Linked DNA regions of Zea mays: regions 1 and 3 are each linked to region 2. Evidence: chromatin contacts called from public Hi-C data. All regions are on one chromosome and are shown on one strand. The core of a region is the stretch at or near the end of the contact, and the rest is flanking DNA. Distances in the headings are between cores, read along the strand shown.

Region 1 (3,097 bases), core at 433-2,932, 350 kb after region 2:
TTGTGCCCCTCATGTTCCATGACAGCAGGATAGTTAAGTTCAGTGGATCAGTACCAGGAAATGTACAGTGACTGTCGGTGTTACCACAAATCAGCCAGGGTTATACAAAGCACAATGTGATCAACAGAGCGTAGCAGAATCACCAGGACGCGTGGATCACCGTTGGCAGAGACTCTCTCATCAGCCAAACATCAGGAAAACAAAAATCTCACTGGTCAAATGATGCAGCTACTGCTGCAGCCGGAGCCACGGCGAACCTGATCATGCTGTCCATCACATCAACACTACCGGCTTCCTCGCCATGAACTCCATCCGCAGCCGCGTTGGCGGTGTCGGCATTGCCGCCACTGAAGCAGCGAGGGGGCGCCTGCCACTTGGAGTCTTCCAGCACTCCTCCCACCTCAAAGCTCATCACATGCTGCTGCATCCCTGAGGTACAAGAACACACAGGTCATCAGTAATCACCCTGCTGCATCAACCGAGCGCTTCTACCCTGCAGACACTGAGACTGGAATAAGATTTTTCGCGTTTCAGAAAAAGGAGACTGCAGCAGGACAGATATTTCCCCAGCTAAGAACTTAGCAATTGGAGAATTCCGGACTGCATCTGTGCACAAGAAAATCGCGTAATTGTATACTGGAGAAATGCAGAAATGTTAAGACTGCAAAAAAAACAAGCAGAGTTCCAAGTGTCAGGATAAAAAAAGAGTGAGGTTTGCTCCTGAATTTTAGTTTTCTTTTTCAAACGACTATTATTGCAAGAAAAATTAGGAGAAGTGAGCTAAACTATTCAGAGTAATTCAAACAGCACTCCCGTCCCGCACACCGAAATTGTAGAATCGCCATTAACCATTATAGTGCTGCATCGAAAGCACAAAACTGGAAAGCGTTCCTAGAAATTTAGACTGCATCCCTACAAACTGCAGAACAAAATCGCACGCATTGGTTAGATCAAAACACCCGAGACGGGTGCGAATCGCCAAAAATCCACGATGCTCCATCATGAGTCTAAAGAAAGTATAGATTGAATGTGCGGACGATATAGCTAGTACTAATACTACCATTGAAGAAATTCCAGCGGACGGGGCGGCCGGTGGCGACTTCCTCGTAGTACCAGACGAAGTCGACCTTGGTCCACAGGTGGCAGTCGAAGCCGTCGACGTGCTCGCGGCCGAGATAGACGGCGCCGGCGGCGAGCCAGTCAGGCGGCAGGATCCCCACGGGGAAACGCATGGTGCGGCAGGACCCGGAGTCGAAGAAGTAGGAGGTGCCGTTGGTCCACTCGACGTCGTAGAGCGGGTCGCTGGAGAGCTGGTCCCGGATGAGGTTGAGGTTGCGGCCCCTGGGCCAGTCGTAGTACAGGTCGATCAGCTGCAGCCGGCCGCCGCTCTCGGTGAGATTGGTGAAGACCACCGCGTGGAACTGCTCCGGCCACGGCGTCGGCACTGGGGGAGGGGCGCCGGCACCGGCCGCATTAGCCGTAGCGTGGGATACAGCGGCGAGGAGGAGGGGGAGGAGGAGCGGGAGCACCACGAGGGACGACGGCGGCGGCGACATCAACGACTGTTACGGCTTAACCGACCTTATCGCTTCGCGTGTGCCTACCTGCCAGTTGCCACTGCGAGCCAGTCGAAGCTGGACCGAGGGAGCTAGACAGGGTTGGAAGCAGACATCCAAATTATCACCACAAATTTAATATTTTAATATATATATATAATTCAGTATTAATCTTTCGTTATAATGTTAGAAATATTATAAAAACAATAATAATTTTTTGGATAATTTTTTTACATTATTTGATCCCTACAATCAAAAAAGATTATATCTATCATTTAAGAAATTTGAGGTTTCTTTTTTTTTATAAATCATAACAAACTCAATGTTAAAAAATACAAATTTATATAACATATTTTATATCCTATTTATTCGCAATCCAAAAAAAATCAAAAAATTAACATCCGAATAAATATCTGAATCCATCTCAGCTACAACATGTTTGGATGGTCTCCTCTAGAGCTGCAAAATATTTAGAGTATTTTAACTTATTTCTAGTCTTTAAATTTCTAATACATTTCTTGATCACGAGAAATGTAGTTGTGCACATCCTATGAATGCATGACATGGCTAGAAGTAGTGCTTATCATGACCTCCTTTGAATCTAATCAAAGTGCATCTAGCTCCTAAGTGGGTTTCGGTTTCGGTAGATCGAATGACAACACGATTAAAGGAATAATGTGTTTCATGAGACTTATATATATATTTAGTCTCAAGTATTTTATGTTAGAATTTGGGATCAAATATAACAATTGATATACAAACTGTGAAATAACGCCAAGGCATATTGATAAAAGGTATTTTTGGCAAGCTTATCTGTACCATTTATAAATGAGATATGGGAGTTTGCATATGGAATGGTCTCACTCGTTAAGCTTGATTAATCATAATGAAGATTGATGTCATACTGATGAAGAGAACAGTACAAATGAAATGGATATACTACAAGCTTAATCATTTATTCAAAACAAGGTATGACCCGATGGCTTGGCATGGTGAAGATGGCAACAAAATGTCTTCGAGGTTCTAAGCGAAGGTGAAGGTCAAGCGGTGACTTGGCAGCTGAAGAACCTAGCTATGTTGAAGAAGAAATTACTTATATTTAATTGAGACACTAATCAAGCTTTGTGGATCATATTAATTTGAAGGAACAAATCATCAAAAAAGTGACTTTGGTTCAAAAGTGAAGTCTTGATCAAATGGATCAATAAACTTAAAGTCATAGCTCAAGGAAACTAAGCACAAAATGCGACATTATTCGAAGAATGACATGCTCAAGTGGTATTAATTGTGAAATTGTATTTCTTGAGTTTAGGCATGGTGTGCCATCAAAAGGGATACAACATAATGTATTATGTGTAACCTAGAAGTGCTCAAAACAAATCCAGGTGAGAAAATCAAGAGAAAAGCTTTTGAGAAAGGTTTCATAGCTATGCAAGCTGGAAGAACCGACTAAGACAACTTTCAAATGGGGTAAGTCATTTTTGTTGCAGCCCCAATGGTGACCTATTCAAAAATGGGCTAAGCAAACCAACCAAGTCCGC
Region 2 (3,194 bases), core at 205-2,704:
TTCGTGTTTGTCCCGCGCCCAGGTCGGGTGCGCTTGCAGTAGGGGGTTACAAGCGTCCACGCGGGTGAGGGAAGCGAGCGGCTCCGAGCGAGCGCCTGTCTCGTCCTCGTCCCCGCGCGGTCAACCTCCTCTAAGAGGGCCCTGGTCCTTCCTTTTATAGGCGTAAGGAGAGGATCCAGGTGTACAACGGGGGGTGTAGCAGAGTGCTACGTGTCTAGCGGGGGAGAGCTAGCGCCCTAAGTACATGCCGATGTGGCAGCTGGAGAGATTTTGACACCCAGCTGGTGTGATGTCGTGGCCGTCGTAGGAGCGATGGAGCCTGGCGGAGGGACAGCTGTCGGAGCGGTTGAGTCCTTGCTGACGTCCTCTTGCTTCCGTAAGGGGGCTGAGAGCCGCCGTCGTCACAGAGCATGCGGGGCGCCATCATTGCCTATCTGGCGGAGCTAGCCAGATGGGACACCGGTCTTGTTCCCTGCGGCCCGAGTCAGCTCGGGGTAGGGTGATGATGGCGCTTCCTGTTGACGTGGCTGGCCTGCGCCCTAGGTTAGGCGATGTGGAGGCTCCTCCGAAGCCGAGGTCGAGTCTGTCTTCCATGGCCGAGGCCGAGTCCGAGCCCCTGGGTCGGGCGAGGCGGAGGTCGTCGGCAGAGGCTAGGGCGGAGTCCGAGCCCTGGGGTCGGGCGAAGCGGAGTTCGTCGTCTTCTGGGGCTGAGCCCGAGTCCGAGCCCTGGGTCGGGCGGAGCGGAGTTCGCCGTCTTCCGGGACTTAGCCCGAGTCCGAGCCCTGGGTCGGGCGGAGCGGAGTTCGCCGTCTTCCGGGACTTAGCCCGAGTCCGAGCCCTGGGTCGGGCGGAGCGGAGCTTCCTATGGTGCCTTTGGCAGGGCCTGACTGCCTGTCAGTCTCACTCTGTCAAGTGGTACTGCAGTCGGAGTGGCGCAGGCGGCGCTGTCCTTCTGTCAGGCCGGTCAATGGAGCGGCGAAGTGACGGCGGTCACTTCGGCTCTGCCGGGGGGCGCGCGTCAGGATAAAGGTGTCAGGCTACCTTTGCATTAAATGCTTCTGCGACTTGGTCGGTCGGTGCGGTGATTTAGTCAAGGTTGCTTCTTAGCGAAGGCAGGGCCTCGGGCGAGCCGGAAATATGTTCGCCGTTGGAGGGGGGCCTCGGGCGAGACGGAAATCCTCCGGAGTCGGCTGCCCTTGTCCGAGGCTAGGCTCGAGCGAGGCGTGATCGAGTCGCTCGAATGGACTGATCCCTGACTTAATCGCACCCATCAGGCCTTTGCAGCTTTATGCTGATGGGGGTTACCAGCTGAGAATTAGTAGTCTTGAGGGTACCCCTAATTATGGTCCCCGACAGTTCTATACTGCTGTCTTCCTCATCCATTTCTGCTTCCTCTGCTGTAACTACTACTAGTTCTTAGTTGAATCAATACCTATTGTGAGTAGGTCGCTGACTGGTAGCCGCCTCGGGCGTGGCGGGATGGACCGTGGAGGACGACGTCCTCCTCGCCATCGAGGTAATCTAACCCGCCCTGCCTAGACCCGATCATCATCCCTCCCCCCCCTCTCGAAAACCCCGCGAACTACGCAGGAACGCTACGCCCTCACGCGCTGCTCCTGCCGGCGCAGAATTTTGGTCCTGTGTTCCACTAACTTCCCGCCCCGCTCCGGCCGGCGGCCGCCTTCCCTGGGCCGAGCGCCACCGTCCCAGGATAGTCCGCTATCGTCGTCTCCATCGCGTTCGATTCGTGGTTCGTCTGATTTCAGTATTGCTGAATTTTGGGTTCGCATTGCCGCCCCGTCGCTTGTGTGGCTTTGGATTTGATTGCTCGGCGAAAATTTGAGAATACGATCGTCCCCTCCGCCCGCAACACTCATCTAAGTGAAGATTTCCTGTAGATTATTTGGGCTTCTGTTTTACGCGGGGGCACCTGGGTTGCTGAACCGCTGCCTTATACGAGTGTCCTGTTGGTTCGCGTTATTCGCGCTCTGTAATTGATAAATTTGCGTCGTTGCTTGCTGCAGTGCTGCTAAATCCCGGGTCTGATTTATGTTACTCAGTAGCCTAGCTACTGGATTTAGTGTCTTGAGCTTCCGTACAGAGGATTTAAGATCCTTGTTCAACAATGTGGCAAGTTGGCAACATACCTGAATTCATGTTTGTAGAAGTGAACAACGTAGGAACACAACTTTAACACCTGAGGTCGATTCAGTTCACTGAAATGATCAACTTATCCTGTCTGTCCCATTCCTACCACATTTCATGCTATTTTTCCAGCTTGTAACTTTCAGGAACGGGTTAGGCCATTCTCAATGGGAGTTTCATACTCATTAAATACGGTGACACATCATCATACTTGGTGACATGACAATTCATTTAAGAGGGGAGATATAGAGAGTTTTATGGGAGATGGTAGAGTTTCACGAGGATGAAACTCTGCATACACGGTTACCTAGTTTAAATCTGATGTGGCAGCATTGAAAACAGTGCATTGAAACTCATTATTAAGAATGACATGGTTACTTCTGAAACAATTATTCTCCTGTAGTTGCATTTAATAATTAGATACATCAAAAGGTTGAGCAGTTATTGATGTCCCTATTTGATACATTAGAGAAGTGTTTTGGTACTGACATGTTTGATTTAGGGTCTGTTTAGGTCGCATGTGCTAAACTGCTATTGGATGTTAAAGTTTAGCACTTCAGTTTGGGTCTCCAAGTGCTAAAGTTTAGCTAAAAGTGTAGTGCTAAACTTTAGCTAATATGCCTGGGCCTTCGAGGAGTGCGTAAGGGCGAATAGAGGAGCAGCGCAGCCTGGGACAGGGACCTGAGCGCGTATGGTGGAGAAGAGCGAGAGTGAGAAACATGAGCAAGATCACCGTCGACCAGGGTGACCGAGGTAATCGCCGCACAGGGAGATTGTATTTCCTTCGATGTCTAATTACACGCTACTGCTTCCCCTTTATAGATCAGGGTCGGCACCAACTGATAAGAGATAAACATGCTTAACAACTCCCTGGTATTATCTAGCTAACAACTCCCTGCTATTATATAGCAAACAACCCAACTATTATTTAGCTAATCCTTATCTGCTGGAACTTAAGAGTTATCTGCTGGAGCCGAGCTGCTGGCTTCACCGCCCCTGGTCTGGGTCCGGTACTCCCTCTGCTGCCTCCTAGTGTAGGTCTTCCCCAC
Region 3 (3,254 bases), core at 396-2,895, 440 kb after region 2:
GAATAGTACACTCATGAAAATAGCACAGGTCATGTTGAAGTAAGAATGCAAGGGTATAACATTCACATAGTTCAAATTGGTGCCAAGCCTTCTATTACAAACAAACTGACAGGGCAGAAAAGGTTAGGTTAGGCATACCCATAGGGGAATCATAGCAGGAAAATTAAATGGGCATATCCCAGCGCAAACACCAAGTGGCTCCCGAATGCTGAAGGTGTCAATCCCATTAGAAACATTTGATACATATTCGCCCATTTGCAGTGTTCCCATTCCACAAGCATGCTCCACCACCTCTGTATGATAAGGAGTTCAAAACCAAAGCGGTACGATAAATGGTCAGCATAAGAAAGAGTTCTATCGCAGAAAAAAGTCAACATTTGGAGCATATGAGCAGAGCATTTGAGGCTGCAATAAACAAATCAGCAGTAATATTGGCATTTCATGAAATCTAGACCTAGAAATCATGAGACCACATGTGAGACTGCACAAATAATTACCAGCATACATGAGAAAGCAAAGTTTTTCTGCCTGTTGTTGCAAAACTAAGATCTGAAATCAAGTGATGATTGAATTTTTCCTTTGGGTGATACGGAAACATTAAGATAATTGGTCCAGCTGTCTAACCAAATAAGAAAACCTAGTGCGTGCTTTCAATAATCTCGGGACTAACCTAGGCCGCGGAACACGTCGCCCCAAGCATCTTTTAGCGTCTTCCCCTGCTCCGTAGTGATGTTCTCTGCAAGCTTGTCCTGTAATCAGGAGGCCACGGCAGTCACCAAAACCAAGACCAGATAACATCAGAACGACACAATAAGGACGGTAATTGAACAAGGGATATTCACCATGTTAGCCCGGATGAGCTCCTGGAACTTGAACATGACGCGCTGCCGCGTCGTGACGGGCGTGTTCCGCCAGCCGGGGAAGGCCGTCCTGGCGGCATCGACGGCAGCTTTGAACTCATCGGCCGTGGTGAGCGGGATCCGGGACACCACCTCCTGCGTCGCCTGCGACAACCCCCACACATCCACCGTTGACCGTTCCAAATTCGATCAACCCGAAATCAAAAAAAAAATATTGGGAGGGAAGCAGGGCTCACGGGGTTGGTGACGTCGACGTGCTCGTCGGCGCGCGACTCGACGAACTCCCCGCCGATGAGGAGGCGCACCCTAGACTGGGGAGGAGGAATGCGAGAAGTCAAGCGGGACGAGGTGCCGAGCGCAGCACGCGCAATCAGACAGAAGCAGAGAACCGACTGGGGGACGGGGAGGAGCCGCGGGCACGTACCGGGGCGGAGGCAGGGCCGTTGGAGAGCCACGCTGCGGCGGCGGCGGCGGCGGTGGATAAGTGGGCCGTCGCCGGAGACCGGCGGAGCCCGGGGGCTGCGCGCGTGCGGGAGGGTGGGGTCAGTCGCTCGGTCAGTCAGGGAAAGGAATGCCCCGGCGCGACGGGGTGCAGCTGGGCCGCGCGCGTACCTGAGCGGAAGAGCGCCGAGCGGAGCATGGGTCGACGGCCGGTCGATCGGCGGCGGCGGCGCTTCCGGATTGGGGCGCGGAGTGGCTTGGCGTCCGAGGACGAGCCACCGGGTGGGAGTGGTTTGTTGGGCTCGTGGGTGACTGCGATGGATGTCGTCGTGCCTGTAATTTTGTATAGCGGCGGCGCCGGCGTCTCTGGGACCCACCTGGCAGAGAGAGATAGAGATCGTGGTTAGTGGTGACGAGACGGCGGCTAGCGTGATGAGTGTGCAGTGCGTCAGTCGGTCGGTGTCGTGCCTATCAGAATTTGCAATCAGCCGAAGTGCGAGCTGACGTTGCCGAACGTTAAGCACGACTAAATCATCACAACTCCTTTTAATCTAACGTCTCTAGTTGTTTGCTATATTTCCAACGTGGTGGTGTGTAGTGGTGAAAGATGTTATTTATAAATTAAATAATTAACTAGAGACGTTATATCTAAAATGAGCGGTGATAATTTAATATGTGTATTATGTGTAACAATCTTTCATGTGCACTAGATATGCCCTCTTTTCTTCGAGGATCAATTGAGTAATTGGAAGTATACAGATAGCTTGCAATTAGAATGTACGAATGATTTGCGTGTTGAGATCGGCTGGTTGTGGAGAGATTAGTTTTATAAAAGACTAATACAATGTCTATGTCGCATATATATCATTTGATTAGAATGTACGAATGATTTGCGTGTTGAGATCGGCTGGTTGTGGAGAGATTAGTTTTATAAAAGACTAATACAATGTCTATGTCGCATATATATCATTTGAGGGAGGTCTACTGTTGCTCGTTCGGGTTGACAATAGGCCATCGTTGTTAATAGGGCACCATATTTGATGAGTGACTGTCACAATCTATCTTAATCCTCTCATTTCAACTGTAGAACCGATCATATGGACAATGATAAAGTAGCTAGCTAAGAGATTGATGCATGATGATGAGAAACTAAATCGTCTCCTTGTCTTTCTCACCCATGAACGGTCAACGTAAAGCTATTTTTTATTATGACGACGGTGGTGAGCCTCCTGTCGTCTCGTGCATCACCATTCCCCTCCTCCGGATAATGGTGATGATGAGAGTAAGAGACTAGAAAAATACAAAACGGATTAGTAGTGTATAATACAGGGTACAAAAACCACCATACGCACTTCCTCTGATCGTACAGCGTGTATTAATTAGTAGTGTATAATACAGGGTACAAAAACCACTTGCACACCAAGATTCCTCCAACCTTCGTGTCAAAATGCAACCAACGCACGCTAGACTCAAAGATCAGACACGCATGACGCCTGCAAACTGTAAGCAAGATCCATCGTTACATTGGTCAGTGAGTCAGTCAGTCATGTGCATCATTCAGCTGCTGCGATCCTAACGTTGAGCCTCCTGAGCCAGACGGAGTGGAGGATCATGTGGAACGCGTCGTACCGGCGGGGCGGCCCGCCGTGCAGCATGAAGTGGCGGCGCACCATCCTCACCCGGCGCTGCATCCGGATGTACTGCCGCGGCGACACGGCCGCCAGGATCTCCTTGAGGCGGGGAATGTCGGCGACGCGCAGGCGCAGCGCGAAGGCGTCCCAGTCGAGCACGTCGGCGAAGGGCAGCGCGTACTCGCCGTCGTCCACCACGACGGGGACGCAGCCCAGGTACAGGGCCTCCGCCAGGCGCGGGGACGCCACCTCGTAGCCGCCGGGGCAGAGGCAGAAGCGGCTGCGCCGCATCATGTCCGCGTACGACGGCGCGCCGCCGCCG

What was found. Hi-C and Micro-C count contacts between places; a contact is called where the count stands out from the background.
Region 1: a Hi-C map of leaf shows a contact between it and region 2, with 4 times the contacts expected there. The contact joins the promoter of LOC100276381 here to the promoter of LOC100279210 in region 2. A contact is called at or near these places in 5 of 25 Hi-C or Micro-C datasets (ear, leaf and tassel).
Region 3: a contact with region 2 is called in a Hi-C map of leaf, with 6 times the contacts expected there. The contact joins the promoter of LOC100274311 here to the promoter of LOC100279210 in region 2. A contact is called at or near these places in 3 of 25 Hi-C or Micro-C datasets (ear, leaf and tassel).

The regions. Positions count from the first base shown.
Region 1 is chr7:14,287,585-14,290,681 of Zm-B73-REFERENCE-NAM-5.0, reverse strand. It overlaps LOC100276381, which reads right to left and starts at 1,682. Exons shown (of 2, transcript NM_001150186.2): 1 at 1,061-1,682; 2 at 1-429. The coding sequence starts at 1,556. The coding sequence ends at 209.
Region 2 is chr7:14,641,502-14,644,695 of Zm-B73-REFERENCE-NAM-5.0, reverse strand. LOC100279210 (Forkhead-associated (FHA) domain-containing protein) reads left to right here and starts at 1,454. Exons shown (of 15, transcript NM_001350279.1): 1 at 1,454-1,516.
Region 3 is chr7:14,196,834-14,200,087 of Zm-B73-REFERENCE-NAM-5.0, reverse strand. LOC100274311 reads right to left here and starts at 1,645. Exons shown (of 19, transcript NM_001148674.1): 1 at 1,473-1,645; 2 at 1,285-1,379; 3 at 1,097-1,171; 4 at 843-1,004; 5 at 671-749; 6 at 139-293. The coding sequence starts at 1,500. LOC103632072 (probable glycosyltransferase) reads right to left here. Exons shown (of 3, transcript XM_008653928.4): 3 at 2,612-3,254. The coding sequence ends at 2,855.